Regions from separate parts of the Mus musculus genome. Here all the other regions are linked to region 1. A link is a contact called in public HiChIP or PLAC-seq and promoter capture Hi-C data. All regions are on one chromosome and are shown on one strand. The core of a region is the stretch at or near the end of the contact, and the rest is flanking DNA. Distances in the headings are between cores, read along the strand shown.

The links. Promoter capture Hi-C pulls out the DNA fragments that hold promoters and counts their contacts. HiChIP or PLAC-seq counts read pairs in DNA pulled down with a chosen protein or histone mark.
Region 2: a promoter capture Hi-C map of pre-B cells shows a contact between it and region 1, with 3 times the contacts expected there. The contact joins the promoter of Pgap2 here to the promoter of Ucp2 in region 1. A contact is called at or near these places in 2 of 39 promoter capture datasets (neutrophils and pre-B cells).
Region 3: a contact with region 1 is called in a promoter capture Hi-C map of cranial neural crest. The contact joins the promoter of Art1 here to the promoter of Ucp2 in region 1. A contact is called at or near these places in 2 of 39 promoter capture datasets (cranial neural crest and liver).
Region 4: an H3K27ac HiChIP or PLAC-seq map of regulatory T cell precursor shows a contact between it and region 1, with 8 times the contacts expected there. The contact joins the promoter of Numa1 here to the promoter of Ucp2 in region 1. A contact is called at or near these places in 1 of 39 promoter capture datasets (pre-B cells), 1 of 484 Hi-C or Micro-C datasets (CD4 T cells), 2 of 115 datasets of contacts at active chromatin or transcription factors (regulatory T cell precursor and thymic regulatory T cells) and 1 of 9 other capture datasets (liver).
Region 5: a contact with region 1 is called in an H3K27ac HiChIP or PLAC-seq map of microglia, with 6 times the contacts expected there. The contact joins the promoter of Folr1 here to the promoter of Ucp2 in region 1. A contact is called at or near these places in 3 of 39 promoter capture datasets (liver and pre-B cells), 1 of 115 datasets of contacts at active chromatin or transcription factors (microglia) and 2 of 9 other capture datasets (adipose tissue and liver).
Region 6: a contact with region 1 is called in a promoter capture Hi-C map of liver, with 2.3 times the contacts expected there. The contact joins the promoter of Uvrag here to the promoter of Ucp2 in region 1. A contact is called at or near these places in 2 of 39 promoter capture datasets (liver and pre-B cells) and 1 of 115 datasets of contacts at active chromatin or transcription factors (thymic regulatory T cells).
Region 7: a contact with region 1 is called in a promoter capture Hi-C map of the C10 cell line, with 2.7 times the contacts expected there. The contact joins the promoter of Inppl1 here to the promoter of Ucp2 in region 1. A contact is called at or near these places in 2 of 39 promoter capture datasets (the C10 cell line and liver) and 1 of 9 other capture datasets (liver).

Annotation. Positions count from the first base shown.
Region 1 is chr7:100,491,931-100,495,108 of GRCm38.p6, forward strand. It overlaps Ucp2 (uncoupling protein 2 (mitochondrial, proton carrier)), which reads left to right and starts at 1,428. Exons shown (of 8, transcript NM_011671.5): 1 at 1,428-1,535; 2 at 2,284-2,445.
Region 2 is chr7:102,221,370-102,224,547 of GRCm38.p6, forward strand. It overlaps Pgap2 (post-GPI attachment to proteins 2), which reads left to right and starts at 1,702. Exons shown (of 7, transcript NM_001382592.1): 1 at 1,702-1,781; 2 at 2,010-2,121.
Region 3 is chr7:102,100,028-102,103,205 of GRCm38.p6, forward strand. It overlaps Art1 (ADP-ribosyltransferase 1), which reads left to right and starts at 1,716. Exons shown (of 5, transcript NM_009710.4): 1 at 1,716-1,764. Art5 (ADP-ribosyltransferase 5) reads right to left here and starts at 202. Exons shown (of 5, transcript NM_007491.2): 1 at 1-202.
Region 4 is chr7:101,968,302-101,971,479 of GRCm38.p6, forward strand. It overlaps Numa1 (nuclear mitotic apparatus protein 1), which reads left to right and starts at 1,542. Exons shown (of 25, transcript NM_133947.3): 1 at 1,542-1,668.
Region 5 is chr7:101,869,182-101,872,359 of GRCm38.p6, forward strand. Folr1 (folate receptor 1 (adult)) reads right to left here and starts at 1,607. Exons shown (of 7, transcript NM_001252554.1): 1 at 1,428-1,607; 2 at 1-123. Gm35597 (a long non-coding RNA gene) reads left to right here and starts at 1,530. Exons shown (of 3, transcript XR_378387.3): 1 at 1,530-2,490.
Region 6 is chr7:99,139,503-99,142,680 of GRCm38.p6, forward strand. It overlaps Uvrag (UV radiation resistance associated gene), which reads right to left and starts at 1,642. Exons shown (of 15, transcript NM_178635.3): 1 at 1,332-1,642. The coding sequence starts at 1,448.
Region 7 is chr7:101,836,266-101,839,443 of GRCm38.p6, forward strand. Inppl1 (inositol polyphosphate phosphatase-like 1) reads right to left here and starts at 1,559. Exons shown (of 29, transcript NM_001122739.1): 1 at 1,456-1,559; 2 at 306-686. The coding sequence starts at 487. It overlaps Gm10602 (a long non-coding RNA gene), which reads left to right. Exons shown (of 2, transcript XR_003946663.1): 1 at 1-1,152; 2 at 2,537-3,178.

The DNA.
Region 1 (3,178 bases), core at 178-2,677:
GCGAGTGAGCAATGGGCAGAGTAGAGTACTGTCAGCTTTGTAAGATCACCACCAGCTATGTTGGGATCACTATCCACCCACCAGCTATGGGGTTTTGCCACTTGATAGTGAAGGTTTATTTTATCTAGTCTTGTTTAAAGTAAGCCAGCTGGCTAATAAAGCCACACTGGGTGTTCAGGATCCTTTCCTGGGTACGTTTTTAAGCACAAAACCCATGTTTTAGGGTGACATACTTCAGCTAACAAAACAAGTTAGCCAGTAGTGGAACCACAGAAGCCAAAAGGTAAGATCAGTACATTTAGAGATTTTTCCAGAACGATGGACATTGATGGTTCTGTCTGTGTGCTGAGTTTTACAGTTGAATGGTACTTCCATCATGGAGTCAGATGTGCTAAGGTCTGGGGTCCTATTAAGGTCTGGGGCCTCTCACACTTTCTTGTTCTGGAAAATAATGGTTAATGATGACCTGGAAAGATTATCGTTAGGTGCCTGCGCCGCCTACCTGATGCATAGTAATTGCTTTCCACAAACGTTCACCCAGCCCCCTCCTCCCACTGCACTTTCCACAGCAGCCCAAACCTACTTGAGCTTCTATTATAGTATATTCGGACCCCTGGTCCCCGGCTTCCTGCTCTTGGGCGCCTAATTCCTAGGCAAGCAAAAAGGGTTCCACGCCCTGATCTAATCTCTTAAAACTCCGGGGCTAAGGAGGATAAAAACAAAAGAAGAAACCGACGGAGAGTACCAAAGCTTGAACACAAATTGAGGCAAATTGAGACCTGCTTCCTACCCCCACAATGCACGTTAGTCCCCGACACAGGGCCCAAGTATTGCTTTCACGTCCCCCACTCCTACGTGGCCATTATCTCGCTGAGGTCCCGTCCACCTGCTGAGTTTGTCCTCGCTGGGCTGGAGTGCAACAGGCGAGGCTCTGCCCTGCCCTCTTCCTTGCGGGGCGCCAGCCTGGCTGCACTCGGTGCAGAGGGGAGGGGAGGCCAGGTGTTCTCGCCCCACTCCAGCCGTTAGGTGCCAGTGTCCCCCGGGACCTGACTGGGAGCGGCAGAAGGCGGGAACGCCAGCCTTGCCCCGTCACCACACCCGGGTTTGTTCCGGTCCCCGAAGCCCGCGCTCCGCCCGGTCCCCAGGTGCCTTGCAGGGAGGGGGAGGGGAGACTTGAAGGGGTAAGGGGTCGCGATCCAGAGCAGCTGGCCAGTCAGTCTGCCTGTCCTCACAAAGAGATTGTCTGCCCCGGGAATAGAAGGGGAAGATCTGAGACTGGAGCCTCTGGGGGGACCTAGGGGTTTCAGGCAACCACAGATGGAAACGCCTCCTCACCCGGGGGCGTGGGCCGCCCTGGCTCCGCCTCGTCACGCCACGCCCCGACCACGCCCTCTAGACTTAAGTTCTGTAGGCGCGGGTTCGCAGCTACTGTCAGTTCCGCCCTCGGTGTCGTCGGGTCGCCAGCTTCCTGGGCAGCCACCACTCTCCCGCCGTCGGACACAGCCTTCTGCACTCCTGTGTTCTCCTGCGGTCCGGTGAGCGTGCCCCATCCCTTCGCTGGCCGCACCTGCTCTCTCCCACTCCATCTGTCTTTTCTCTTTCTTTTCCCTTCCCTGGAGTCCTAATTTGCCCTCTCTAGGTTTCTTTCCTCCTAAATACGCCCTTTGTTATTTGCCTCTGACGTCCAGTTGGTCGAAGGTTAAAACCTTCATCTCTTTACTTCTTCCCCTCAGCCTCGATGTTCCCAGCCTGACCCGGGCGGGGTGGGGGAAGGGGCTTTCACGTCAGCGAAGATCAGAATGACTGTCACCAGGAGGCTCTGGGCCATGTGCCCTAAAGCCTGTTCTTGTATCAAGGGTTGTTTGTGCCTGGAGGAGCCTTGGAGTTTGTTTGGCCTTTGTTACACTATCTTATGTGGCTGCCTGCCGGAGGTGGAAGTAGGGACACAGGGAGACTGGACCTGCCTTATCCTGATTCAACACAAATAGATATAATGCTCCACTCAACAGTTTTGTGACTGTATCCCCCAGGCACAGCACAGCTGCCTGTCTACATAACTGTCTGAGAAACAAATTTGGAAGTGAGCCAACGTGTGGGAGTAAAGACTCCTGAGTTCTTCCCCTAGACCCTGGCTGCTCTGAGTGAGAACTGAGCCTTGCATGGGTCCCTCCCAGCAAGGCTGTCTGAAAGGACTTGTGTGACAGATGACCCTTCCTTGCAGGGCGGTGGTCCTGCAAAGACAATCTTCCTTTCTAAACTTGGCTTCCTTCCTCTCCCCCACAGGACACAATAGTATGAACTTTAAGTGTTTCGTCTCCCAGCCATTTTCTATGGAAAATCGAGGGGATCGGGCCATGGTAGCCACCGGCAGCTTTGAAGAACGAGACACCTTTAGAGAAGCTTGACCTTGGAGGCCTCAGCCTGAGACCTCAAAGCAGCCTCCAGGTAAGGAGTCCCGGCTAAGGAAGCCTTCTCTCAGGCCTGGGGCCTAGGGCTGCTCAGCAAGACAATAAAAATTCCCCTCCTCCCACCCTGATGAGAGCCTCTTCACAGCTCAGCAATCCCCTTCTTCATCCCTGATCACCTTCTGGCCCGTAAAGATGGCGGACCCCAGTGTATAAGGGGAGAACCTGAGTGGGGTGGGGACTGGTTCCAGGTGGCCTTGGCAGTCAACAGCAGAGCTGGGGCAGAAGCTTATGGTGTGTGTGTGTGTGTGTGTGTGTGTGTGTGTGTGTGTGTTATGGTGTGTGTGTATGTGGTGTGTATGTGTGCTCACGTGTGTGCTCACGTGTGCATGTGTGTGCATGCACGTTTATGTAAAGGCACACGGGTGCTGTGGCACGCACATGAAGGTCAGAAGACAACTCAGGCCTCCTACCATCTGTGTCCCAATGGCAAGCACCCTTACCCACTGAGCCATCTTGCTGGTCTGAGCTTCCATTCTTTTTTTTTTTTTTCTTTTGTCCTAGCTTTTGATGTCCCTGTGAATGAGATTAGAAATTGGGTGTTGTTTTTTTATTGCCTCCAGTGGTTGTCCGGTCCTATAAAGTGGATTCTGTTTTTGTTGGTTCATTTTGGGTCGGGATCTCAGGACCTCTCTTCGGCTGCCCTGGAGCTTTAGATGCAGACCGTGCCTGACAGGATTATCTTTCTAGGCCTGCGTTTTAGTCATAGAAAC
Region 2 (3,178 bases), core at 452-2,951, 1.7 Mb after region 1:
TATTCGATTCTACCTTGGTGAGGGATTTGGCTTAGTTGGTAGAGTGCTTGCTCAGCATGCACCAATAACTTCCAGCCATCCATAGCCCATGGATTGGTGAGACATACATGTAGTCCTACACTAAGAAGTGGAGGTTTGACTACATAACAGGTTTGAGGCCTGTGTGGGCTATGTGAGATTCTTGCCTACTTTTTTTTTTTTTTTTTTTTTTTTTTGACTTTTCAAGACAGGGTTTCTCTGTGTAGTCCTGGCTGCCCTGGAACTCACTCTGTAGACCAGGCTGGCCTCGAACTCAGAAATGCGCCTGCCTCTGCCTCCCAAGTGCTGGGATTAAAGGCATGCACCACCACTGCCCAGCTCTTGCCTGCTTTTTGAAGGGAGGAGGATACTATTTTTTACTTTGCAATGTGGGAATGCTGATGGAGATTAGAGGACAACTTGTGGGAGGTAGTTCTCTCTTTCCATTCTGCTGTTTCCAAGGACTGAACTCGGTTATAGGCCTGGGTAGCAAGTACCATTAGCCACTGAGCTATCTCATCCACCCAGAGGTCTCACTGAACAAGTCACCTCACCCATAGGGGACTCAGTTAAAAAAAAAAAAAAAAAGATCCACTTTATTTTTATGAGGATTAAATGAGTTAAATGCAAAGTAGCAATGTGCCTAGGATGTGATTTTAAGTAGGATTTAAACGGTGATAACTGTCTGACTCAGAAGTCCCACTACTGCTACAGTTGGTCCTGACAATCCTCAAGATGTCTGTAGGAAATTGTTGATCCCCTCACCCTCCTTCCTATTTTGGGTAGGATAGTTTTTTCAAAAACTATCAGTCTAGGCCAGGCCAAAGTGGGAAAAGAACACCTGGACCTGGTTTCTTCTCCTCTTCCTCTTCCTCCTCCTCTTCCTCCTCCTCCCCCTCCTCCTCCTCCTCCTCTCCCCCTCCTCCTCCCCCCCCTCCTCTCCCTGCCCCTCCTTCTCTTCTTCCTCCTTTTCCGTGAAGAACCCTTAAGCTGGATCTGGCTGAACGTCCCGTCCCCCCCTCCCCCCGCCCCTTCCTCCTCCTCCCTCGCGTGCGCCAGTGATGTCGGACAGCATAGGGCTCCCTCTTCTGATAAAAGGTGAGAACAGCTTTGGCCCTTAGTTTCTGAGATGGGCGTAGATGATCTATCTGCAATGTGGCTTTTGGTTTATTTTTATTTTATTTTATTTTTCAGCTCCTTTTGTTGGATGCTGTAGCCGGTCATAGGGAATAAAGTTTGAGGGAAAATAGCCACGGCTGGGGCAAATTTGGCTTAATATTTCAGAAGTGCAAAGCTGGATAATTCGATTAGAATGAGGGTAGAGGACTGGAGAATCGGGTCAGGTAATGAAAGAATTTGGGCCCCATTGAATTAATTTTACATTCTTTCAACAGGTGATGGCATGCAGCCACAGGTAAGATGACAAGGTGACTTATTCAACATTTCAAAACCATGTGTCCTGGGCCCTCTGACTGCTCTCACGTACTCAAAAATAATGGGGACAGAGCCGAACTACTAGGGAAGCTTGGCTTGAGGAGACAGTAGATTATAAAGAAAGACTGGAGTCCCGGACCCCAAAATGGGGAGGAGCAAGTGTTGAAACGGGACCAGTTTCCTCTTTAAGACCCACCCCAGAGCGCTGGCCCCGCCTCACGCCGTTGCTGCTGCGACCCGCCCCCTTCCACTCGCCCCCGGGCCGGGCTGGGGCTCCCGGTTCCGCGCCCCTGGCTACGGGGTACGGCCCCCTATCCACCAGTACTTGGGTGAGTAAGGAGGGAATGGCCAGTTTGGACCACAGGGTAACGCCACTTCGGGAGCCCCGCCACGAGGTCCGGCCTCCGCAGGCCTGCGGTCTAGGCGCCTACCTGCCTGTGCCCACACTCAGAACCCCGGGAACTGCAGGCATCCAGGTGCTGAACTGTCTTGCTTTTGTCCACTCGGTGGCAGGGCTAGGTGTGCTGGGTTTAAAGACTGCCTCATTTATTCCGCAGGGCCTTTTGCTCGAGATTCCTCCAGGCACTGCAGATGGAGGCGTGGGGGAGCCCTGGAATCTCAGACTAGTTTTGAATCCCAGCTCTGCCAGTTACTAGCTTGTGGCTTTGAGTAAGTGGTTTTTTTTTTTTTTTTTTTTTTTTTTAAACTACCCTGGGACTTACTTTCTTTTTCTATGAAATGGGAACCCGGAGGACAACACCGTCTCCTAAAATAAATAGAACTAAAAGAGATATTGTATATCAAGTACTGAGCTCAGAATGTAGATTCTGACAGGAGTGTGGTAGTGAGATCTTTAGGGACTTTGGATATGAAGTGGTGGTACTTCTACAAAAACAGTTTTCAGAGCCTTGTAATCTTAGTAACAGGGAGGCAAGGACAGAAGGATTGGGAGTTTCCAGCAAGCCTGGACTACACAGTAAGATCTTTTCTCTGGAAGAGTGTACATAAACACGTGCACACACAAACTAAAATAAAATGAAATCAACTAAGTAGTGCCAATGAAGAACTCCTAGGTTGCCTAGGAGCAGAACTTAAGGTAGTGGGCTCCTCAAACTGAGCTATCAAGCAGTGGCCATGGTGGAGAGGCCTTCCAAGTAATCTAGACCATGTGATTTCCTCTTTTACAATTTGAAACAGGCCCAGGATGGTTAGGTGACTTGTCCAAGGTCATACATGTAAAAGGGAGGCCAGGCACACTGCCAAGAAGTAGAAGCAGCTATCTTTTCTGTTTGTTTCTGACACTGTCCTTGAATGCCACCCCCTGCCCCCCATTGACCCTGCATGGGGTAAGGTCCAGGGTAAGGTTCTTTCAAGCTGACGATCTGGTCTTCAGTTAGAGGATCCCAGTGGTTCACGGATACAGAGCAGCTGGCTTTGGGGAGGACCATTAGGAGGAGGATTGGGTTAAATCTACTTCAGAGAGTCTAGGTGTGGGCTGGCTGGCCACAGTGCTCTTGTGTAGGGCCCTATCTAGAGAATGGGTGAGATCTGGGAGGGTCATCAATGCCACTTCCAACTTCCCAGGGAGATGCTTGACCAAATATTTATTGCCCCAAAGGGGAGGAAGAACTTGAGAACTTGGGTCGGGCTACTTGGCAGAGAGGTAGGTGGAAAGGCAGAGGAAAATGTGGAGGTGTACCCACCTGTTTCTGGAATGCTAGGAGGC
Region 3 (3,178 bases), core at 466-2,965, 1.6 Mb after region 1:
CTGAACTGGCAGAGTCCTTGGGTGATTGAGGGGCAAAACTCTCCTTCGTTTGGATGATAGGTTCTTTCTGTAAGATCTGAACTAAGTCAAAGTTGGGGGAGAGACCTGTGAGACTTGGTCTCTTCTCCGGTGGCCCTGGGCCGGGCCATGGCCCTCAGACCCCCAGGCCACGAAGCCCCACGAGGATCTCTCCTTGTTCATTACGCTAGTTAAGTCGCCAAATCTGTCTTATTTGCATACAATTTGCATACGACACACGTTGGGTCACGTGCACCAGCATCAACCCTCCACCCCACCCCCACTTCCTTCCCTACTCTTAACCTTCTTTGTCTCCTACCCTGGTCCGAAGGGCCGGGGTAGAAGGGAATTTATGACATTCAGTGCTTAGCCGTCCAGGAACAGCCACACCCCTTCCACCCCCTCAGACATTCCCTTTCCAGACTTCTCCGGCTCAGCTGAACCCATGTTTGTAAACACAGCTTTCTCTCGCACCTCCCTTGTGCTTGACTATAAATAACCTAGTTCTGAGTTCAGATGCCCAGTTGGGTGTAATGGGAGAAGGACCCAGCTTGCGGGAAGGTGAAGGAGGGACGTTCTTAACACCAAGGGTTAGAGATGCCTCCTGTTGGGGCCACCATTAGCATAGGATAAGGCCTCTCCAGTCCAGCTCATGAATTTACCCATCACCACCCTTTACCACCTCATATTGTCAGCCAAATAAAGTTTCCTTCACCCAAAAGCCTCTTTTCTCCTCCAATCCTTCCTGAAGGCTAAAGAGAAAAACAAACTATGTCCAGCAGTGATCCCTTCCTTCCCTCCTGACCCCATCCTCCCTTTCTGGGAGGAATTCAGGTACTTGCAGTTTCTGGGACAGCAGATGCTGTGTGGGGGCAGCCTATGGCTTGGGGATTTTCTTATATCCTAGCACCCGGAACTCCAAGAAGTGGAGTCAAATCTGGTCACGTGTGGGTCAGGGATCCTGAGAGGGGCAGCATCCTCTCAGGTCACACGGTGAGTCAGAGATCCAGCAGGAAGCTAGGTTCTTTAGGGCAGAACAAAGCTTGCCCTAAACAACATGCATTGTAAACTTTATATGCCCCAGTACAGGGGAACTTCGGGGCCAAGAAGTGGGAGTGGGTGGGTAGGGGAGCAGGGTGGTGGTGGGATATAGGGGGCTTTCGGGATAGCATTTGAAATGTAAATGAAGAAAATACCTAATAAAAATTTGAAAAAAAAAAAAAAAAAAAAAAAAAAAGAACATGCATTGTGGTGGTACATGCCTATAACCCTAGCAATCGGCAGGGAAGCTGGGGCAACAGGATTGCTTCAAGATCAAGGTCAGCCTGGACTTTGTGAAAGAAAGTATTAAGACAACAACAACAATTAACCACCACCACCACCACCACAGAACAAAATGGAAGGAGAGATGTGTGGAGTTGGGGTGATCAGAGTCCAGAACCAAGCCTGGTGAGAGGGCTGCAGCCCCATCTCCTCAACACCCCCAACACTGCCCTCCACACCTCTGTATTCGGCAGCTCTTATTGTTTTGGGAAGAGCTTTGGCCCAGGTCACACTGGGGTGAGGCTAGTGTTCCTGAGCCTTGACAAGGAGACAGCTTGAAATAGACGAGTGTCACATTTCTGAGCAGCTGTGTGGCGACAGCAGGAGGGGTAGGGAATAGACAGTATAAAAGAGAAAGCTGCCCTCCCTGCCCTGTCTATCCCAGGAGACCAGGTCAGCTTTGCCCGCCATGGAGAAGGCTAGGTAAGGCCAGAAGGCTACCTCACCTCCTCGCATAGGGAGCAGGGAGGGAACTTTTTTGATTTAAAATCTATGGTATTAATAGTTTTAGGGATCCTTGGATCCCAGGAAGGTTTGTGGATGTGGGGAAGTTTGGGGTTTTTGAGGAGAGCCTTGGGGTCATATTCCCTGAAGGAACTGTTGAGTGAGGGCCAGAAAAAGGAAAACCGAGGGTCAGAGGATAGGGGATGCAGCTCCCTTGCCTGTGGAAAGGGATTTTTAAGCTGGATTCAGCTCTCCTGTGCCAGAGACTAAGTTAGAGGCCAGCCTGGGATACCTAACAAGACCCTGTCTCAATAAAATAAGATAAAAAAAAATAAAATGAAATGAAATGAAATAGGGAGAATTCCCAGTGTCCCAGACCAATCTCTGCTGCATTTCCCCCGTGACACTGGTCACCAAGGAAAGCAATCTATTTACTCTGAGGTGCTGTCTGATTGGCAATGCTCACACCGCCTCTTAGCCTGTTTACCAGAGACTGGGGGGAGGGGAGTCTTCCATCACAGACTGAGCAAAAGGAGGCCAGAAGTGACTGTAGAAATGAGGGTATGTGGTGGACACAGGCAGGCTTTAGCGAGGCTTCCGTTCTCTAATGGACGGGAGCCAGCGCTGACAGATAGGGTGCGCTGTCTGGACAAGAGAAGAGGTGGGCTTCCACGGATTTTCCGGGATTACTGACTGGGGTCATCATCTTGCCTGAAGGACATGGAGGGCTCAGCAGCTGAAGCTGTGAGACCTGAGCTTCACTGCTCCCAATGCTCAGGCTGCTATAAAACCTCTGGCAGTGGAGGGCAGAAAAATCACCCTGCCCAAAGAGGTGATTGACATATCTGCCTTCAGAGTGACAGAACCTGACTCAAAAGGGAACACATGGACGCCAGTCTCTCCATCCCAGCCCAGTTACCCATGAGCATCTGCAGGTCTACCTGAAGCTGGGTGTTTGTAGATTTTACTTCCTTCATCAGCAAGTACTCGGGTGACTTTGCCTAGTCCTGGCCTGAGATCAGGGATTACTGCCGGTTCCTACACAGGTCAGGGGTGGGGCTTGGGGCGCTCAGGAGAAGTCAGCACAAAGTGATGTAGAGCCCCCAAAGGATTCTGGGGCTTTCTGAAAGAGGTGGGCCCTGAGCTAGGCCTGGAAGAGGAGGAGGTCAGGACAGCTCAGGGCAGGGAAATGGCAGAGCCTCTCTGGAACTTTGTTCTGTACTGTAGGCGCCAAGCAGGGACGGGAAAGGTCCCAGGGGGCAGGATCATTGAGCAGGCTGAGGCGAGGAGCAGGCTGAGGCGAGGAGCAGGCTGAGGTGAGGCGGCCACCGGGTGCAGAGAGATGTTTTACTTCAGTCTGCTGCTTTGTTTGGAGACAGGGTCTTGTGTATCC
Region 4 (3,178 bases), core at 292-2,791, 1.5 Mb after region 1:
ACTGAGTTCATGCTTGTACTCTTAAAGCAGAGGAGGCTATGCTTTCATCTAGGAATCTGAGGAATCCTTGCCAGGGTTATGTAGTTAGCTGCAAGTGATTTGTGATATGTATGTAAGATAGTCACTTTGTGGCTTAGCTTCCTCATGTCTACAGTTGAGTGGTAGGGCTGGAGAGATGGCTCAGCGATTAAGAGCACCTGACTGCTCTTTCCGAGGTCCTGAGTTAAATTCCTAGCAACCACATGGTGGCTCACATCTGTAATGGGATCCAGTGCCCTCTTCTGGTGTGTCTGAAGACAGTGACAGTGTATTCACATAAATAATAAGTCTTTTTAAAAAAGTCATCTTAAAGTTGAGTGGTAATTTACCTGCTTCATAAAGAGGTGTTGAAGCCTAATGAAATGATGCCCAATAGGTCAGTAGGATGGTTTGAGGCATGTTAGTAGGTTCTTAGTAAGCATTAGCTACTATCTATTATATCCTGTTTCTTCTTCAGACCCCCATCTCCTCCTCACATGTGATTCACATATGCCATGTACTTTCTTCCCGGTACAGTTGCTCCTCCTAGTTTTGTCTTGTTTGAGATAGGCTGTTACTCTGCCTTGGCTGGGCTGGAACTCTAGTAGTGAGTGGATCAGGCTGGCCTTCTGCTCCAACCTCCCACTTGCCAGGACTGTAAGCACACAGCACCATGGTGGCTTTGAGTCTCCTGCTTTTTGTCAGCTTCTTTCTCCTCAATGCTTCTCATTCCTCTTTTAACTATTCTCTACCATCCGTGTCCTCAACACCTTCCTATCTATTGGGTAGCCTCCTAGCTCACCTTGCTGCCAGAGAACCATTTTGTCAGGTTAATCTGGCTCATACCACAGCTCTCTGTTAAAACCATCCCAGATCCTTTATTTGAATCCTTGAAGTTCAAGATTTCCCAATTCTGACCTCAGTTCACCTTTGACACCTGGTCTCTCACTGCTACCACACCTTTCTGCTTTCTTCTCCCTTTCCCGAGAGGAAAAATTTGATTTTGTGCTTGAAGATCCAGATTAAAATATTACTTCAGTTTTCTAATCCTTCCCTCATCTAAACTGGTTAGTTTCCTTACATCTTTTATATGAGTTAACATGTACCATCTTGGGATAAAACTTGTAGTCACTTCTGATCTGTGGAATTGTAACCCTAGCTCAGACGTTGGGTATAATTCTTGTATGGGTATTAACAATATTTAATAGCAATACATTACACATACTTCATTAAATGTTTCTAGTTGTAAAGTGAGGGAATTCCTTTAACTATCCCAGGAGGTGTCCAGTGGGTGGCAACGCTGTCGAGATCTTGTCTGAGTGTGACATTTCTTTTAGTCATATAGTTGCAGCAGACTCTGAGGATGATGAGTCCCTGTGCCTGTTGAGGGCTCTAGCCAGCGCCTGCCATACTCAGAACTGTGCCTTGGCCCCTCGGCCCCTCCCCACAAATGCCCACAGGAACAGCGGATTAGGTTCTGGCAGCACAGCTGGGATTTTGGCGGCCATTCCAGTCAACAATAGCGCAGCTATCGGGACAGAAGAGCGAGGCCTACGCTCCGCGGCTAGAAACTGCCTGGGCCGCTCGTTTGGGTGGAGGAGTGGGAGGAGCAGGCACACAGCATGGCATCTTGGCCTTGCTACGCAGAAGGTAGGGGCTGAAGAGATTCCCTGCGGAGAACAGGCTAGGGTGGCCAAGTCCTAGGGCGGGCAGGCGGGCGGGCAGGCAGGGCGCTCTGAGGAGGCCTGCGCTTTGTGTGGCGGGGAGCCGGCGGGCGGCCGTGCGCCTGCAGACACGCCCCCCTCGCCGCGCCGCAGGAAGCTGCCCCTGTACAAGGCCTGCGCCGTGCGGCTCCCCTGCGCTCGGCTCCCAGGCTTCCTCTGCGCCGGGCGCCTTTCCCGCCAGGGGCTGGCCGTGGGTTCGGCGGCTCTGGGCCTGCCCGATAGGGCTGGTCTCGGAGGTGGACAGGCCGTCACTGCTACTGCCTTAAGCCCTGCTGGAAAGCAGCGAAGGGGGAGTGTCCTGGCCATCTCAGGTTGGTGAGGCCGGCCACCGCGGGTGCGTTTTTGTGTGTTTACGCCACAGCCTCCAGCCCTTGCTGCGCGTGCTCTCCCTTCAGCAATGGAGCCTGCGGGCTTGCGCCCTAGCCACTCTCCCCGCCCCCGCACGTCCTGCTCAGTTTTTAGGGCACGGGCAGGCTTCACCTGGGTCCTCCTGGTAGGCGTCGTCCCCCCCCCGTCCCCCCCCCCCGAGCTCTTGGCTTCGCTGTTGCTCCCAGACCGCGCGGAAGCTCGCTGTGCCTTTAAAGAAAGCAGACTCCTGGCTGTGACGCACTTCTGGCTGTCAGCCAGGAAGATTGCTTCTGCCTGGCCGACTGAGAAGAAACCCAACAACTTTTCTTTTGTGTGTGGGGTTACTTTCCACTGCCCCCCCCTACCCCTGTCCTTTCAAGATTTAAATGCTAATGGCGGATTAAAACCTGTAGATACGTTTGGCTTTAGGAGTCCGGTAAGGCCCCCAGCACTAAGACTTTTTCTCCCTCACTCTTTCTCGGGTTAGTTTTGTTTTGTTTTGTTTTTTCAAAAAAATGGACGAGAGGGTGGGGTGGTTCATCCCCCTCACCTCCCTTTGCTGCGCCATCCTTAGAGGGGAGGGAGAGGAAAGGGAGAGCAAGTAAACACTGAGAAACAGGCGCTGGCCCTGCGCAGAGCTTGCCAACATCCGGGAGTTGGCGCCTTTCTTTCCCCTCATAGATGTCAGCGTGTTTTTGTTTGGAGGGAGTAATGTGTGCGCCTGTCCTAGAGCTATAGAGACGGCCCAGTAGAGGGCTTCCCTGTTTCCTTGTGTGGTCCTAGATGTTTTTGCGGTGTTGGACAATGAAAACGTGTCTTTTTTTATTTTTTATTTTTGTCAGCTGCCAGGGATCTGAGTGTGTGAATGTAGTGGTTGGGGATAGGTGCTGATGAACTGCCCCAGAGGGCTGTGTATGTGCGCTTGCGCAGGCACTTCACACAGTATCTGCCTGTAGGCCGCAGTCTAGTTCATGATTGCAACTTTTCTGCTAACATTTTTCCGATCATGACCTTACGAATATGGGGGAAAGGACTAGGTGTCAGTACTGTTAGCTCTGATTAAGCCCGGCAATGTGAAAATAGACTGA
Region 5 (3,178 bases), core at 357-2,856, 1.4 Mb after region 1:
AAGTGTCAGGCGGCAAACAAGGAAAAGATGGCAGCTCTCAGAGTGCCTCGGGCTTCTTTGTCTCCACTCTAGGCTTCCTTTGCTTTCTTCATTCCAGGAGACAGCCGGCCGAGGTTTAGTGGCCTAGGAAACAGAGCTGTGTGGAGCAGGTAGTGGGAATGCAGCCCAGGAATGGAGCCTGAGATTGGGCGAGGCCATTCAGCTGTTAATTATTGCATGTGTGCAACAGCAGGCCTCTGTAGGGATGCGATTAATAGTACAGGCTCCGTTCTTGGGATGTGTATGGCAAAGGCTGGCCTAGCATGTGTGAGGCCCTGGGTTCAATCCCCAGCATTGCAAGTAAACAAATAAACAAACAGCTGGGTGGTGGCACATGCCTAGTATGTGTGAAGCCCCAGTTTCAATCCCAGCATTGCAAATAAATAAACAAACAGCCGGGCTGTGGTGGTGCATGCCTTTAATCCCTGCACTCGGGAAGCAGAGGCAGGCAGATCTTTGTAAGTTTGAGACCAGCCTGATCTACAGAGAGAGTTCCAGGATAGTCAAGGCTACACTGAAAGACCCTGTCTCAAACAAACAAACACCTCACATTGTGTCTTGAGCTGCTAAGATCCTTTAAAATAATCCATCCACTACCAACACCCATGTCCTATTATACACATGAATAGGATGAGCCCCAGAGGACCACACCAGAGCCAATGGCAGGACTGTCACTAGAACACAGGCTTGCAACTTCCAGGCCTGTTGTATAGAATCAGAAGATCCCATGTCCCCAACTTCTCTCAGCTACAAGTTCCCCCAACCTCACCAGCCAGGCTATCACCCACTTCCAGTCACAAGACCCTGATGGCCTAACCTTTCTGACGAGAGCCTCAGTGCTGTGGAAGCCCAGGCTTCCTTTCCTTCTCCACTTGCTCACCTCCCACTCCTGTGACAGATCTTTACAGGCGTGGGGGCGTGGGGGGAACCCTTAAGGATCTGAGCTAATTTTGACATCACCCACATTTCACTGCAGCCAAAACAGGACCCCGTCCCCCACCCATCCCTTACTGGGAGCCCAGGATGGCGCTGCTGTTGGATAAAGGAGTGGGGAGTAGATTTGAGCAGGAGACTCGGAGTTGTTGATCAGTTACCTGTGCGTGTGTGGCCCCAGAGGAAGGCTCCAAATTGGACATAGATGTGGGAGCTGTCTCAACCGAAATTTAAGTGAGATAGTAGAGACCACTACATTGGTGAATGTCAGGAGAAAGAGAAAAGGAAGGAGGGGAAGGAAGGCAAGGAAGAAGGGAAGGAGGAAGGAGAGAGAGGAGGCAATTTGGACTCTGGGGGAAAATTAGCCAAAGAACAAGGCCCTACAAAGAGAGACAGGCTCCCAGGAGGTCCCTGGTTCTGTCTTGCTACCCTTCGCCCTGGCCACTGCCATGTACCTGAATCCTGTGACACACCAGGAGTGTTTGTCTACTGAAGATCACAACAGGTTGGGGACTTCTAGAGCCGTCAGCCTCCTTTCTTGTTTATACTTCCAGATCAGCCTGCTGACTGGGGAAGGGTGGGCCAGGTATCTATAAAGCCTAAAGCTGGAGGCCCTTCTAAGCTGTCTCTGCCCCGGGGCTGATTATTAACTGGCCTTTATGGCTCCTCTATTGCAAGAGTGAGGTTTGCCCCCTGGGTGATGCTCCTGAGCTCTACAGCTTCTGAATAATTAACCTTTCCAGTGAGGATTTGAGGTGAAGATTGAGCTGGGGCCTGGAGTGAACACCCTGCCCTGCCTCAGCTCCTGCCTGAGTGAGGAAAAAAAGAAATAAAAAGGAGGCCATGACAGCCCCTAGGTATGGTGGAGGAGAAAGTTTATTGTAGATATGGAGAAGAGCCTAGCCAGAAAAGCATTTGGAAGGGCCCAGAGTGAACAAGACCCTGAGCTGGGTCATGGGAGGGGAGAGGGGAAAGCCATGAGACCAAAAGTGCAAAAGGGTAAAAAGACCAGCTTAGCCAAAATGACTGCATTCTATAGAGAAGAACCACTAGAAGAAGGGTGGCCCAGGCCCTGGGCTGGAGAAGGTTTAGGTCAGGGAACCAGGCACGCCAACCAGGAGGATCCTGAAAACAAGCAGAGACTGGGGGATGCTAGGAGAGCTAGGCAGCTTGTGTAGGACCTCCATCAGCTATTTGACTGCATTTGAGCCCTAATGCCCTGAATGTTGAAGTGTTGTACCCATCCGGAGCCTAAGTGTTGAGATCATTTGACCACTAGGGAGGGACAGAATTTCACAGTCACCTTGGAGCCAGTCCAAGAAGTATCTCCCTGAGATAGCAGCTTATTATCAGCAAAACTGACTGTCAGTGTCTAGTCTGGCCCAGCCTGCTAGTGTCTTGTGACCAGGCTGAAAAAACAGGAAGGTGTTTGACAACCCCCCACATCCAACAGTGGGATTAAAGGCCAGGAAGCAAGAGAAGGCCTCCAGATTGCAGGGGAGAGAATCCTGAGCTTTGGTGAGTATCGGGCCCCCGATGTGCGCCATTCACACTGTTCAGGGCTGTGGACACTGGAGTTTGTCTACAAGTCTGGTGTCGTTCGTTTGCTTGAGAGAAGTCTATCAGGCATCCTGGAGCAGCATTCTAAGGCTTATGACTCCACACTACTTCTCCTGCCTGATTTTTTTTTTCTTTTCTTTTTGAGACAGGGTTTCTATGTGTAGCCCTGGCTGCTCTGGAACTCACTCTGTAGACCAGGCTGGCCTCGAACTCAGAGATCCACCTGCCCTCTGCCTCCCGACTGTTGGGATAAAAGTCTGCCTTTCTTTCTTTCTTTCTTTCTTTCTTTCTTTCTTTCTTTCTTTCTTTCTTTCTTTCTCTCTTTCTAAACATTTTTTTTTTTTTTTTTTGCTTTTTTGGTTTTTCGAGACAGGGTTTCTCTGTATAGCCCTGGCTGTCCTGGAGCTCACTTTGTAGACCAGGCTGGCCTTGAACTCAAAAATCTGCCTGCCTCTGCCTCCCGAGTGCTGGGATTAAAGGCGTGTGCCACCACGCCCGGCTACATTTATTTATTATATATGTAAGTACACTGTAGCTGTCTTCAGACTCCCCAGAAAAGGATATGAGATCTCATTACAGATGGTTGTGAGCCACCATGTGGTTACTAGGAATTGAACTCAGGACCTCTGGAAGAGCAGTCAGTGCT
Region 6 (3,178 bases), core at 392-2,891, 1.4 Mb before region 1:
ACCCGCCATGCTCTCACAGCTTCCCTAAACTATGCCCATCTAGATGCCCAATTTCTCCAGGCGGCTCCTAACAGTGCTCACTATTGCTTCTCCCAGCAGGCCCTCACACTCCACCTCCCACACAGGCAAAAATTCACATTAATGCCCAATCCACAGACTACTCTCCCAGCCACCCTCTCATCCTCTCCCACGACCTGGAAACGCAATACAAGCCTCATTCCTTTCCAACTCCTAATATTCTCCAAACTCCCTCTCCAATGGCACTACAAAACCTGGGCACATGCCTTCTGATTTGCTAAATTCTCTCCTACTACAGAGCCTTGCTTCTGCAGTTAACGTTGCTTCCCTACTCATCCGGCACCTCATCCGGCACCGGGTTGGGGGGGTGGGGTGCAACATTGCTCTTTCCTTTACATTCCGATGCACTCTATGCCTGGCCCTCTCTCCCATAGCCTCTGCGCTCCTAAGTGGCTCCTTCCTGTCTCTTGCAAGGATGGAAAGTTACAGAAAGGGTCTGAGGGAGCTCGTCCTGTGGACCGTGGTGGAGCAGCTGCTCTCAAGTCTAAAGCAAACTATTGCTGCTGAGCACAAGCTGGAGTCAGACTCTGTATTTGGAAATCCATCCCCACCAGAAACACTAACAGAGAGGCAGTGAGCAAGCTTGTTCCTAGAACTGAGAAACCGGGACAATAAAACCAGCTATCTCATGGAGTTGTGACGATTCAATGCTCACTTTGCACAGACCCAGCTCGGTAACCTCTCCATGACTGACAGTTTCTCCAGGTCCTCTTCAATGCTAAGGTTCCTGCAGAGTCTCCCCGAGGGACTGAGGGAGGCCAGTGGAAGATGTACTGATAGGCGGGTGTTGCCAAGAATTTTGTCAGATTCCCAAAGTCAGTGTTCTCTTGTCCTTATTACACACACACACACACACACACACACACACACACACACACACACACACGTGAGATACAAGCTATGAATATTTACTTCAAATCCTCCTTCCAGACACTCACCCGAGGGAGTGGAGTGTGCCATGAGGATCTGAGATTGGAAAGGAAACCCCAACGTCCCAAATACCTTCCTCAGGAGGAGCGGAAGGAAGCACCCGAAACGCTAAGAATAAGTGCAGAAAACCGACTCCTCGATCGGGGAGCGAAAGGGAAAGCGCGGCGGCGGCCAGCGGGGCAGGGCTCCCCGGCGCCTTCTTGGAGGGATGCGGGGGTCTGAGCGCGGGAACGGCCGGGGAGGGGGCTCCTCCTCCTGTCAGCCCTCCTCAGCCCTGCGAGCCCCGCCAACCTTCTCCGCCCCCCGGCTCGCGGCCGGCTCACCTGCTGAGACGGCAGCTCCACATGCAGGGCCCGCGCGGGGGCACCGGACGTCAGCGCGGCGGACGGGCCCGGGGGTGGCAGGGGCACCGGGCCCCCGAGCGAGGCGCAGGAGCTCATCTGGACCCCTGAGCCGCCGAGCGGCCAGGTGGGCAGTCCTCCCGCATCGGCCGCTGCCTCCCGAGCTGTGATTCGCAGAGCCCCTACAGCCTAGAAACCGGGCACCGAGAGCCCCAGCAGCTCTGCGCCCGCGCTGGCCACCGCCGCTGGCTAAGGAAGAGCCATATTACCGCAGTGCAACCCCTCCACCCGGCCCAGAGCTGGCGTGCTCATTGGTTCCGTTTCTGAGAGGGCGGGACCCGGTGGCGGCCAAGGGACGTGCTATTGGCCAGTGGGCCCGTCCGTCGTCGGCCGCAATGGCTAGGGGCGGAGGGACTCTAGGATGGCCTCAATTGCGTCTGTCAAACCCGGGCTAAACCTGGGGCGTAACTTCTCTTTGCCTCAGCCTAATTGGCCCTTTCCCTATTGAGGGGTGTGGTCTCCTAGGGAAGCCTCGTGGGCTATTGCTCTAGAGCGCTGTCAGTTGTCAGTGAAACAGGGACGGCTTCTTGATTAGGTAGAGCGCGCGCCTGGTATGTCGTGTCACGTGCAGAAGTCTGGAGAGTCACCTGATTAGTGAGAGTCAGTCCTCTAAGCCACTTCCGCCCTAACCTAGTTGCTATGGTAACAGAGCCTCCAGTGGAGGGCGGGGACCCGCTTGGCACCAGCTGAGTCGGGATGGATGGATGGTCTGACTTCCCGAAGTGTTCTCATCCACGTACAAAAAAAAAAAAAAAAAGCCACGCTTTATGACTGAGAGGGGGAGCCGCCACCGAGCCGCGATCACTGAGACCAAAGATCCATCGGGCAGTCCACCAGCTCTTCAGTGATCCACTCAGACCTGCAAGTCCACGCCCCTTCTAGCTTCTATAACTAGTAAGCTTAGCCACAAAGTGTGCCAGCCAGCCAAGAGACTGTCTCACCTCTGCTGGTGGGATGCTTATGCTCTGCCTAGAAAGCCTTTACTGCTTGTGACTAACGCTTGCTTAGCCATCGTATTTCAGCTGGGGCAGGAGTCCTTCCAAAAGACTTCTCTGAAACTCCGAATTAGGAAACTTGCCTTTACCACAGACCTGCTTATTCTATTGTGTTGTCTTTGTTTGTTTACTTGCTTTGCGCGGGGGCGGGGCGGGGGGAGGGGCGAGATTTGGCTGACCTGCCACTCACCATGTAGCTCAATCTACCTCAGCTCCCCAGGTGCTGGGACTACAGGAGTGTGCCACCACAGCAGCCTCCACTTTGTCTTTTAATAGTCATTTAACACACACAGCCTCCCCGAATTCAAACACTCATATGTGAATTCCTCAACCAAAAGACCTTGTCTGATTCGTCCCTGGATCCGCATTGCTTGCAGATAATAGAGAAATGAATATGAAGGTACAGCTCAAATGCCCTCCCTTCCCTGAAGACTTCTTTGACCATAATAGCAGCTACAGCCATTGCTTCTATAAGTAGCACTGAGTCATTTTGCAGAATATTGATTCCCCCGTCCCCATAGAGTGTGAATTTCTCCACCACCTGGACTGTTATAGCTGAAAGAACACAGTGTTCAGAGAGGCAGACACAACAGGAAGCAGGCAGTTTGGGATTCTGACTGCCACCTTCTAGCTTTGTCACTGAGCAGGTCAGCTCCCCACTGTCTGTCCATGCGCTGAATAGTACTGGTGTCACTGAGGGGGGTGGTAGGTGGGCCAGTATCTGTGCCCATGAAGACTCCAACATATAATAGATGGATTTAAAATCTTTTACTG
Region 7 (3,178 bases), core at 309-2,808, 1.3 Mb after region 1:
GAACTGCACTCATGTGGAGCATGCATCCTTTCCCTGTACATCTGGGAGAAAGTCTAAGCTGGTCTACCGCCGTCTGCCACTGTTTCTTGCCATCACACCCACCCTGAGCTTCAGAACTCTGGCCTCGGGCCTCAGAAAGTGCTCCAGGCACAGCAGGAAGTGCTCCCCTGTATCCTTCCTCCACCCAGCGATAAAGTCAAGGTCTCCCCTGGAGACAGGGCTGCAGCCCCACCAGCTACAGTCACCCCACTACCACGATTGCCACCACAACCAAGGAACACTCGGCGTGTGCCCGCCCTACTCACAGGACGCAGAGTGCGAAGGCCCCCGCCACGCTCTCGCTATCTCGCACCAGGAAGCTGCCATCGCGGCCCGCCCGAGCCAGGAGCTCCTCCGCAGCAGCGCGGCTCAGGTCACGGTGATACCAGGCTGGGGCCGGGCTGCCTAGCGCACCCCCGGGACTCGGTGTCCCACACACTGAGGCCATGGCCCACGCAGGGCTCAGCGCCGCCGATGCCTGCCGCTCCGCGCCATCCGCCCGGGGAAGCTTGAAGTCGAGGTTGGGCCCGGGTCCCGGGACTAAGGATCCACCAGCCCGAGAGAACCCAGTATGTGGGTTCCACGCTTGGCCGCGCCAACCGCCTGGATCTCCGCGCAGCCGCCGCCGCCCGCAGCGCCGGCCTCAACTTGAAGAGAAAGAAAAGTTTGTTCAGAGGCGGCGGGGGAGGGGCGGGAACGGAGCTAGGAGCTGGCCGGTCCCCTCCCCCTCCACTCGGCCCAGAGCCCGGGCCGCCCCTGCCCCCAGCCTCTCTCGGCAAGGACGATGCTCCGACAGCCCTACAGGACCCGCAAGACCAGCACCTCCCAAGTCCCACAATTATTTTGTCCCCCCACCTCAAGAAGATCCAGTTCCCCGGTACCCGCTCCGGGACAACTTGTGAGTCCAAGTTCTCGCTGGTGAATTCAATCCTTCCAACGATTCGCAATGAGATGACCCCTAATCCCTATGCAAATCTGATTCTACTACACACATCTCTTCTACTCGGCACCCCCACAGCCTTGCGGGATCAAGGTTCGGAAAGCAAGGCTCCAGGATAGACATCCACAACTACTACAACATCCAAGAGAACAAGTTCTCGTAACTCCTATAAGGTCAGAGGCCCCTTCAGACCTGAACCCCCCAAAACGATTCCTGACACATCCCACAAGATCCCAAAGAGATCCGATACCCCACCCCACACATACGCGCGCGCTCGAGGTGCCTTTCACGCACCGGTCCCCGCAGGCCCTCCAGCCTGGCAAAACCCTTCCCCCATCTCCACCAAATTGCCTGGCACCACGCCCCACACCCGCAGGCCCAGGTTTTGCAGTCCCAGACCAGGAGGACCCCCTCGACTACCTAGAAAAAAAGTTCCCTCAAGTCTCAGAGCCTCAACTACCGAACGCAGGCCCCACCTCTAGGGCGACTCGGGTTGACTCCTAGCCCGGGGAAGCCTCCCTGGACTCCCCGCGGCCACTTAAGATGGCCATCCGCCGCCACCGCGCACCCCGCGCCTTCCGCCCCGCCCGCGCCCCGCCTCGTCCGCCCGCGTCCCGGTCTCCGCCGCACGCCCGCAGAGTGACCTCGGGACAGCCTTGGCTCTTCAGTGCGCCCGAGCTTCTCGCTTTCGATAACTGGGGTAACGTTACGAGGGCGGGCTCATTGGGGCTCTGCCTGTAAAGCTCAGGGCCTGGCATGCAGCGTGCGCTCCGGGACGGCGGCTATTTTTATTATTAATTAAGGAGTAACGAAGGTGACAGCTGTGTAAACTGTAAAGCGCGACTGGGGACTGAACGGGTATTATTAGCACCGCCCCCGCTCCGGCTACTCCCTCCAAATCAACAAACTTGCGCTTCCGTGGGCCAGGTGCGAGCAGGGAGCTCCTAAGACTCTGGCTGCTAAGACCTCCCATCCACCGACCCCTGGGGCGGAAAAGGGGACCCGGCGGGAGAAGACGGGGCGGAACCCAAACAGGGCTTTGGCCCGCCCTATTTCCCCCCTAAAAAAAGACCTGGATGGTGGTGGCGTCTCCAAGGATTTCTCTTCCTGCCCCGCCCCTCTGCCCCCTGGCTCCTTAAAGGCGCAGGCCTCTAGCCGCTTGCCTACAACCACCAACTCCTAGAGTCTGTCAGGAGCATCCCTTTAACCTGGGAGAGAACTTTCGCTCTGGTAAATTGAACCTGTTGACCGAGCCTGGGGTCAACCCTGAGGAGTTTCCCTCTGTTTAGAGGATAAGCCAATTTGCATTGGCTTAACCCATCTAGAACAAAGCCTGGGACGTGACGGGTCTGTAGGGACCTTCCAGAACAGATAAATACAAAAACAGAGATCCTCCACCCACCTACCTGTTTCTCCTGGTCCTGCCAGGGCTTAAATAAAGTAACATCCTCCAATCTGTACCCAGCTCCTCCCGCCGGGAATGGAGGACGCCCACCCCAGATCCCGGGGGTGTGCAGTGGGGTCTTACTTTCCTATGCCTGTATTCCCGACCCACAGGAGGCAGAAGCAAATGGAACTCTACCTAGTTGTAAGCCAGCTTCCTTGGTCTAGACTTCCAGCCCATCCAAGACTACATAAGAGATGTGGCCTCAAAGAAAGAAAGGAGAACGAGTTGGAGAAAAGCTGTCACGACCCTCCAAAATCAATATATTTACAGCTTCCTGAGAGGACGGCGATGCTAAAGACTGTGTCATTGGGGTGAGATGGCTTAACAGGTAAAGGCGCTTTTGCCAAGTTTGAAGACTTTGAGTTGAACCCCAGGGACCCATGTGGTGGAAGGAGAGAGCTCCTGCATGTTGTCCTCTGACTTCCACACCTGTGCCAAGTCATCCATGCAGCCCACACACCTAGGCACACACTCAGAATAAACACAAATACAATTTAGCCGAAGGCTAGAGGGTGCTTCTGCCTCTGGGAAGCCACTAATAGTTTCTTTGGCTTCATCAGTAGGATACAGCACTGGGCGAAATGCAAGCTTTTGTTTCTTCTGTATCTTCCAGATTGACTTCCTAATGGACTATCCTCGTCCAAGGGACCCCAACCCAGTCAATCTATATCATAGTAGGCAGTGTGAATTTTTACCCCTTTCTCCAGAATCTCTGCTGGACTCCCGTTTCCAGCTTCCCCTTTGTAAGCTGA